2 separate regions of the Triticum aestivum genome follow, and region 2 is linked to region 1. Evidence: chromatin contacts called from public Hi-C data. All regions are on one chromosome and are shown on one strand. Each heading gives the region's core, a stretch centred on a gene start, on an enhancer-like site or on the middle of the called end of the contact. The rest is flanking DNA. Distances are from core to core; before and after follow the strand shown. Region 1 holds the start of LOC123054136 (E3 ubiquitin ligase BIG BROTHER-related). Region 2 holds the start of LOC123054138 (probable methyltransferase PMT15).

Evidence for each region. A called contact is a pair of places that touch in the nucleus more often than the background predicts.
Region 2: a Hi-C map of leaf shows a contact between it and region 1, with 4 times the contacts expected there. The contact joins the promoter of LOC123054138 here to the promoter of LOC123054136 in region 1. A contact is called at or near these places in 4 of 5 Hi-C or Micro-C datasets (leaf and root).

Annotation. Positions count from the first base shown.
Region 1 is chr2D:511,880,247-511,884,808 of IWGSC CS RefSeq v2.1, forward strand. LOC123054136 (E3 ubiquitin ligase BIG BROTHER-related) reads right to left here and starts at 2,068. Exons shown (of 8, transcript XM_044477832.1): 1 at 1,841-2,068; 2 at 1,147-1,302; 3 at 338-566; 4 at 189-253. The coding sequence starts at 1,296.
Region 2 is chr2D:512,064,666-512,069,227 of IWGSC CS RefSeq v2.1, forward strand. It overlaps LOC123054138 (probable methyltransferase PMT15), which reads left to right and starts at 2,013. Exons shown (of 6, transcript XM_044477833.1): 1 at 2,013-2,999; 2 at 3,617-3,827; 3 at 3,911-4,208; 4 at 4,289-4,562. The coding sequence starts at 2,286.

The DNA.
Region 1 (4,562 bases), core at 818-3,317:
CATGTGCGCATGTAGCTTTGATGTTAGATTTTAAATCTCCTCCGTTATAATTAGGACCCAACATATATTAACGAACCAAATAATTTAGCCTATTTGGAATAACAAGGTGGCTTTATCTTCATTGTTTTAGTTATATAATAGATTATTCGAAGCAAATCTGTAGAATCAAAGCTGTCGAAAGTAAATACCTGAGAAGATCTGCTCACAGAAGTATTGCCATTGTTGGATGTTGAAGAACTTACGGGCTTTCTTCCTAAACAGGTGTCTTAACAACATTTAAAAGTCGTACCATATTGAGTTGCAAGATATAGAAGAGTACCAGCAGATAACTAATCACCTTCTTTTCTCTTCTTGTCATCTATCGTTGCCCTAGCAATTTGGTCCTCCATCGCCTGCAAGTCTCTAGCTAAAGCTTCATCGACAGCTAGCTGTGACTCATAATTTGCGCCTCTTGTTAATCTTCGCCCACTCGATTTTTGTGGATGGCCACAACTAGAACCAGGATCTGAATGAGTCCTGGATAAACCACTTCCATCATTTCCTTGGATTAATTGATACACTATTTCCTGAACAGAGGGTGACAATAGGCAAATTAATGAGAATGTTCTGTCATATTTTGTACTACGCTGTTTGTGCTACAAACAAGAAAAGCATATCAATTACGCCTAAACACTTTAAATGAAGATTCCACATATTTGGTCATTTGGTGAACCAATAACCCATTTGGATCTGGCGACAAACAATTAGTTTGTAATTTTGCAGTGTAAATGTCATGAAAAGCTTTGGCCCTTGGATCATAAATGTCATGAAAGATGAATCATTTTTATGGTGTGTGATTTAAGATAACTACATAAGTACAAATATGATCCGCTAGAAATGGTCTACATCATATTACTACACCTGGTCAAGCTTGACATAAAAAAATGAACAGCTTTGGCCCTTGGATAGAAAAACATTTGGTTGAGATTACTATGCACAAGACAACAGAAAACTGCAGCATCATACCCTCCCCAACGGACAAATGTCTAGGATAGAATATCTGACTGAGGTTTCTAATGCAAACTAACAGGAGCAACGACAACAACACGCAGACTAGGACACGATGGACACAGCCAAATAAGATGCGGACAGGGAACGGCATGAAACCTGATCTTGAAGAACTTGTGCAAGATCAACATCATCTTCAAAGAAGCATCCCCCGAAATTCTCTTCAATTGCATATGGCAAGGGGGCATCCATATAGTACACAACCGCTTCCTTCTTCCCTGTTGTATCATGTAGCACCTCCATGCTCATGAGAACCTGACAAGGGAACAGGTAGAACATTACCGGATCATGCTAGATTTGCGCAAGCAGAAAACGCTGCTAATCATACTATAGCCACTTAGTGTTGCATCTTATTGTCAGACCCACAATCATTGTTCTACCAACTGAATAACAAGGAATTTACTAGTGTACTTTCAGACATCACATTATCTCAGGGTTCTCGGCGGTCGACTGTTACAGCAAGTGAAACCCCCTTGCATCTTGAAATGATAATTGAAACCCTTTTGCTGGGGGGAAATCCGGAGCAACCGTAATTAACATCACCGACACTAGTATACTAAACTACAGGAAAGCAGTGCCTGAGTTTGAATCCATCCTCGAGAGACAGGCGGACAGACAAGCCATGGGCAGCAATCGATGCCATAATGCCTCGGATCTAAAGAACTAGGATCTCTCCCCCACCAGCCACAGATCAAGCGCCTGACAACCATTTCTTTGCCAGAAAAAATGGACATTTTCATCCGCGAAACGAAACAGAACCAGCGAATCTGCAGGAGTGGAAGTAGAAGCTCACCTAGGAACGAACCGGGGAATGGGGGATTTCGGAGGATGCGAGGGGGGCTGCCGAATGAGAGGGGAGGATCGACGGGCGGTCCGGGAGCCGCCTTGCTCGGTCCCCTTTTCGCCTCCGGGCTTCGCTGTGTGGAGCGCACAGCTGATATCATAGTCGGGGGAGAGAGAATCAAATCATGGTGGTCTCTCGGTAGAGCGGCTGGGAGGGGACGCGTGCGCATGGCATGGGCCACCCTGCAGGCTACAGCATAGAAAAAAAATTATATGCGGCCATCATTACCGGAAGCAGGCGTGACGTCAGCGGCTGCCAGCACCTTTGAAGAGTCGGATTTTTTCTTTCGAGGGGTTGAAGGGATCGGATTAGCGGCAAACCCTATTCGGCGCTGCAGGCGCCGGTTAAGGGAAATTTTCCTAACCAGCTCCTGCAGCCGCGTTAGCTGGGCCGGCCCATTTATCTGTGTTAATCTGTAGGTTTTTTTCTTCGGTATCCAAAAACGCAAAAGAAGTGTGTGCGGGGAGAGCTCGAGGCGCAGTGGAGTAACCACCATGCCACACAACCTCGTCTGATATTGTTCATCTTTCTCATTCTTTTATTACTTCTGCTTTTTCTTTCTTTTTCCCTTTTTTCTTTTTTCTTCTTCCTGGTTCGATGAGCTATTTCTGCGAAATTGATGAACCTTTTTCTAAAAGTTGATGAATTGTTTTTAAATTTCGATGACCGTTTTTCAAATTTGATGAACCTTTTTCATATTCGATTAACTTTTTTCAAATTTGATGATTTTTTTCTCAAAATTGTTGATTTTTGTTTAAAGTTTGATGAACTTTTTTCAAAATCTATGAACTTTTTCTCAAAATCTTTGATTTTTTTCCGATTTGATGAATTTTTTTCAAAATCAGTTAACTTTTTCCCAAATTGGTGAACTTTTTTTCAAAGTCGATGAACTTTATTCAAATTGATGAACGTTTGTTCAAAGTCGATGAACTTGATTCAAATTCATGAACCTTTTTTCTAATTCGGTGAACTTTTATTCAAATTTGATGAATTTTTTTCGAAATCGATGAGTTTTTTGTCAAAACAATGGACTTTTTTCAATTGGCACAAATCTTTTTCAAAATTTCCATTTCTTTCAATTCACGGTTTTTGTGAATGCTTTTTTCAAATTTATGTTTTCTTTATTCAAATAATTTATAGCTGGTATATAATACTACTATATGTTTAATATTTTATTAAAAAGAAGGGCCACATAACGTTGTTTCCTCTAATAATTAAACAAAGTGAGCTTGTCCTAGTGGTTAACGTGTGTGGCATTCAAATTGGCGGCCAGAGTTTGATTCCCAGTCGAGTCGAATAAACCTGGAGTTTTTTTTTCCTTCGCGTATTACCTTTCAACAGCTTGTTGGGCCGGCCCGCTGCACGTCGCGCGCGAGCACCAGCTGCGTGAACCGGCGCCTATAGCGCTGAATAGGAGCTCCCCCGATTAGCATGGTGATCGAGGAAATGGATTATATGGGCCTATGTGTGTGAGGCCCTGCTACCCAGCTTGGACCACCTATAATTTTGAGCCTACCCTGGAAGAATTGAATTTTGGCCCCAGGGAAAAAACGAAGTGGCTCCTTTTTCTTTTCCTGATGCAAGTTTGTGTGCTGGAAAATGATCTGTTTCCGAGCATCATTTCTGTTTTCATGATCAAACCAACAAATAGCTTAACTCTGACGACATTTCTCACACACCGAATGCTAGACATATGGGGTGTGACATACAGAGTTTACGGGGTGGCTGACCAGTCCTCTTTTAATTGGCTCACAAACAGAACTCCATTGATGAATGGGCCACATGTTCGATGACAGGCCACATCCTGTTAGGGGATGAGGAACAACATCAACCGCTGGAGATATCTTTGGTCTCCTCGTCTTCGGCTGTCATCTTGGTGTTGAAAGGCCTCGAATCATCAGAACTTTGTGGACTTTTTCATCGCCTAGTGGTGTTTCATGGTGTGTCTGTGATCTTTTCGTTGGTGCTACCATATAGCTAACGAGGTTTGTGTCCCTATTGAGTTGATTATTTGATCTTGATGAGTTCATGTTAGCGTTGTATATTTGTATGTTGTTTTTATTGGTTTGATTCTTTGTGAAGTTATCTTTATCGACACTATGATGAAGATCATGTGGTTGGATGGTATGTATCTCTAGGAATTTACCATCTTTTTGATAGGCGACTCAAGGGGCTTTCAAAAAATGTTATTGTAATCAAATACGTCACGTAAAACGAGTGGTAGTGTCTCTCCTCTGATCCACTTGCAGTCTTTATACTAAAGTCTTGGTATTATTTTGTCATGCAAGATCACGGAGAAGAAGTCTTCGAGAGATTTCATTATAATTCATAGTATTAGCAATACCTTTCTTGAACCCTGGATCGAAAGCATTGTATTACATGTAACGATTGCTCGTATGTCCTGGCAAAAAAAAATGATTTGCCAGTATGAATAAAATTGCATGTATTTCTTTTATAAAAAGAATACGGAATTGATCCTAAAGAGTTGCATGCGTCTAGGCCTACAAGAAAAGCTCATGGCTTGTGAGTCACTTGAGGTTGACTCGTATTTTAGGTCGCCTCAAGAAGAAATAAGCTTAGTATCAGCATTTTATGTAGCTCGGCAGAAAAATTGGCTCGCTCAATTTTAACTCGATAGCTCGATATCATATTATAATATTAATTAATATTT
Region 2 (4,562 bases), core at 763-3,262, 180 kb after region 1:
GTTGCCATCAAGGATAAAAGGTGGGGTTTTCATCATATTTCTTGAGTTTATCCCTCTACATCATGTCATCTTGCTTAAGGCGTTACTCCGTTCTTATCAACTTAATACTCTAGATGCATGCTGAATAGCGGTCGATGTGTGGAGTAATAGTAGTAGATGCCGGCAGGAGTCGGTCTACTTGTCACGGACGTGATGCTTATATTCATGATCATTGCCTTAGATATCGTCATAATTATGTGCTTTTCTATCAATTGCTCGACGGTAATTTGTTTACCCACCGTACGTTTTCTTTCAAGAGAGAAGCCTCTAGTGAAACCTATGGCCCCGGGTCTATTTTCTATCATATATTTTTCAGATTAAACAAAAAACCCAATAATACCTTGCTGTAATTTATTTATATTTACTTTAGTTTGCACTTTATTTATCTTTTATACCTTCCTCTTTTAGATCTCACTCTTGTTCGTGACCGTGAAGGGATTGATAACCCCTTTTTCGCGTTGTGTGCAAGTGTTTATTAGTTTGTGCAGGTGCATAGATTAGAGACTTGCTTGTGCCTCCTACTGGATTGATACATTGGTTCTTAACTGAGGAAAATACTTATCTCTACTTTGTTCCATCACCCTTTCCTCTTCACGGGAAAAATCAACGCAAGGTCAAGAAGTAGAAGTGGAGTTGTGGATAACAAAAGGGGTGATGAGAGGATGTGGGTTTGGAAGGTGGGGGAGTGGAGTGGGGAGTTATGGTCGATACGTCGCATCTCCTAACGCAGCCTCGTGGCACGCTGTGGCCCCTCGAGCCTGGCTCAGAAAAAACGTAAATTTGGACGTTCTCCTTAGTCGCATCTCTCGACGCAGCCTCGTGGCACGATGTGGCCCCTCGAGCCTGGCTCAGAAAAAAGGTCAATTTGGACGTTCTCCTTAGCCAGGCCCATGACTAATAATATCATAGAGGCCAGAAATTCGATGCAGCGCATATTCCCACTTAATTTAAAAAGAGTAATGTTGCCTTTTCTGATTCATCAACTGATTCTGCCCCTTCCCACCACATCCCTTCACCTTTTTTCCGCACCTTTCCTGTACGCTAATCAACCACCTTAATTTACTTAACTTATGTATCAATTTCATCATAATTTGTTTACCAAACATTTTTCTTAGAAAAGGAGATTAAAACCCCTGGCCTCTAAAATACAAACAAACATTTATTTACACAATCACAGGCAGGATTTGATAAACATTTGTTTACACAATCACAAGCAGGATTTGATAAACATTTGTTTACACAATCACAAGCAAGATCTGATAAACATTTATTTTACACAATCAAATTAATATGAGCAGGTAAATCCCAAATCACGTGGTACTCTCTCTGTTTTTATTTACTCTGCATATTAGATTTGACTGAAGTCAAACTTCATAAAGTTTAACCAAATTTATAGAAAAATATATGAACATTTACAATAACAAATCTATATCACGTGAAAGTATATTCAATAATGAATCTAATGGTATTGATTTGTTATTGCATATGTTAATAGTTTGTTCTATAAACTTTATTAAAATTTATAAAGTTTGACTTTGTTTAAAGCTGATATGCGGAGTAAATAAAAATAAAGGGAGTAAATTATTTATATACCGTTGTACTCTGTATGGGCTGCATGCCGGCAACCATAGACGCCCATGTTACCCAATCGTCTTTTGCTCACTGCACGCAATCTGCAACGGCCGTCACGGTGCCGATTCGGCCTAGGCCCAAGAGCTAATTGTACTACTCGCTCCACTGCATCCCCGTCGCACAGCTCTGTTCGCTTTCCCTGACAAGCAAGGACCGGAGCCTGAGCGGAACATTTACTCCAGTGGTTTAACTCCTTACCAAAACCGCAAGCGGCGGCAGCAGAGGACCGCAGATACGCTCGTCACACACCCTACGAATACCGTGTGACGCCTTTAATGGCAGACCGGAGGCCAGCCCAAGTACAGTTGCCAAATACCAAACGAGGACCGGGCGCAAGCTGTAGCTGGGGATTTCGGAGCGCGATCCCTCCGCGTGCTAAATTTAACCCGAGCCCGAGCCGCCGCTCTCCCCTGCCAAACCGAACGCACCTACGCGTCTCCCTTTCCACGGCCCCTCGGCCTCCGCCTCCACCTCCACCTACGCGTACGCCCCCAATCCGAGGCCAGAACTTTTAAGGCAGCACGGGGAGGCGCAGTGCAGAAAGCGAAACGCCCAGCCAGTCCAGTCCAGCGGAGGCAGGGCAGAGGAGAGCAGAGCGCGCAGGGGAGGCGGCCATGGCGGTGGGCGCGAAGCTGCACCTCTCGCCGGCCGCCCGGCGCCCCACGCTGCCGCAGCTCCTGGCCGTCGCGCTGCTCTGCTCCGCGTCCTACCTCGCCGGCGTCTGGCACCACGGCGGGTTCACCGCCGCCCCCGCGGCCGGCGGCGGCGCGTCCCCCTCCCTCGTCTCCATCGCCACCACCACCGCCGCCTCCGTCGCCTGCGTCTCCCCCACCACGGCCGCCGTCGCCCGCGTCGGCGGCGCCCCCCTCGACTTCGCGGCGCACCACGCCGCGGACGACACGGAGGTGAACGCCGCACCTGCGCCGCGCGCATACGAGGCGTGCCCGGCCAAGCACTCCGAGTACACGCCGTGCGAGGACGTGGAGCGGTCGCTGCGGTTCCCGCGCGACCGGCTCGTGTACCGGGAGCGGCACTGCCCGGCGGAGGGGGAGCGGCTGCGGTGCCTCGTCCCGGCGCCCAGGGGGTACCGCACCCCGTTCCCCTGGCCCGCCAGCCGCGACGTCGCGTGGTTCGCCAACGTGCCGCACAAGGAGCTCACCGTGGAGAAGGCGGTGCAGAACTGGATCCACGTCGACGGCGACAAGTTCCGCTTCCCCGGCGGCGGCACCATGTTCCCCCACGGCGCCGGCGCCTACATCGACGACATCGGCAGGCTCATCCCCCTCCACGACGGATCCATCCGCACCGCCCTCGACACCGGCTGCGGGGTAATTAAATTAAACTAACTGTTCCGTTCCCAATCGCCTGCCCTTTGATCTCACGATAATCGCATGCCGAAAGGAAGCATCTTATGATAAAAATCTGGGTGAGGGGTTAATTGAGGTTTAGGAACAGGGGACGGGGATCTCGGGAATGCCGGAATGGGATTTGCTTTTTTTTAGAATTATGAGAATTCGGAATGGGATTTGCTTTGCGGGTGTCTGAAGTTTCCAGACAGCATGATCGTGGTCTGGGCCTTGTGCGCAAACGGGTCTGGCCCGGGAAGGAGCACTGGACTTTTCACATTCTGTAACGTTTCTAAAGTATCCCACGTGCACAGCAGTTAGAAATCTGCACGCCGAGCCTGTCATTTGCGTTTGTTCTTTGCCGGATCAGGTTCTCAGAATCCAGTAGCGTATCTGCTGTGTGCAGTGATGTTGAATTGGATCGCCCTGTCACAGTTCCACTGCGAATCATAGTAGCAGCTCTGCGTACTCTGAAGAACATCAACAATTGTTGCTATTTTGACCTGGTCATTTTCCGATAAGCTGATTGCACCATTCAGGCATAGGAATTTGGTTTTCAGATACTGAATGTGGTGCATTGCGCTGCTCTCTGCATGCAGGTGGCGAGCTGGGGAGCGTATCTGTTGTCACGCAACATCCTGGCCATGTCGTTCGCTCCGCGGGACTCGCACGAGGCGCAGGTGCAGTTCGCGCTGGAACGCGGGGTGCCGGCGATGATCGGCGTCCTCGCCTCCAACAGGCTCACCTATCCTGCGCGCGCCTTCGACATGGCGCATTGCTCCCGCTGCCTCATCCCCTGGCAGCTCTACGGTATGTACCATTCTGATTGCACCTCAAACCATCATCCATCGAATAACTTTCGGTCGGATTAAATTGTGCACATGGACACGCAGATGGGCTGTACTTGATCGAGGTGGATCGCATTCTACGTCCCGGGGGCTACTGGATCCTGTCCGGGCCACCGATCAACTGGAAGAAGCACTGGAAGGGGTGGCAGAGGACCAGGGAGGACCTCAACGCAGAGCAGCGAGCCATCGAGTCTGTCGCTAAGAGCCTGTGCTGGAAGAAGATCAAGGAGGTTGGCGACATTGCGATCTGGCAAAAGCCTACCAACCACATCCACTGCAAGGCCTCCCGCAGAATCATCAAGTCCCCGCCGTTCTGCTCCAATAAAAACCCAGACGCTGCCTGGTAAAGTGATTACTTGGTTACTTACACTGCCACATTATCCATTCTGAAGTCCAACTCACGGCCATGATTCATGACTGTAGGTACGAGAAGATGGAGGCTTGTATAACTCCGCTCCCGGAGGTTAGTGACATCAAGGAGGTCGCCGGCGGTGAGCTGAAGAAGTGGCCGCAGAGGCTCACCGCCATGCCACCCAGGATTGCTAGTGGCAGTATTGAGGGGGTCACTGCCGAAATGTTTAACGAAGACACCAGGTTATGGAAGAAGAGAGTTGGGCACTACAAGTCCGTGATAAGCCAGTTTGGGCAGAAGGACCGGTACCGCAACTTGCTGGATATGAATGCACGCTTTGGCGGC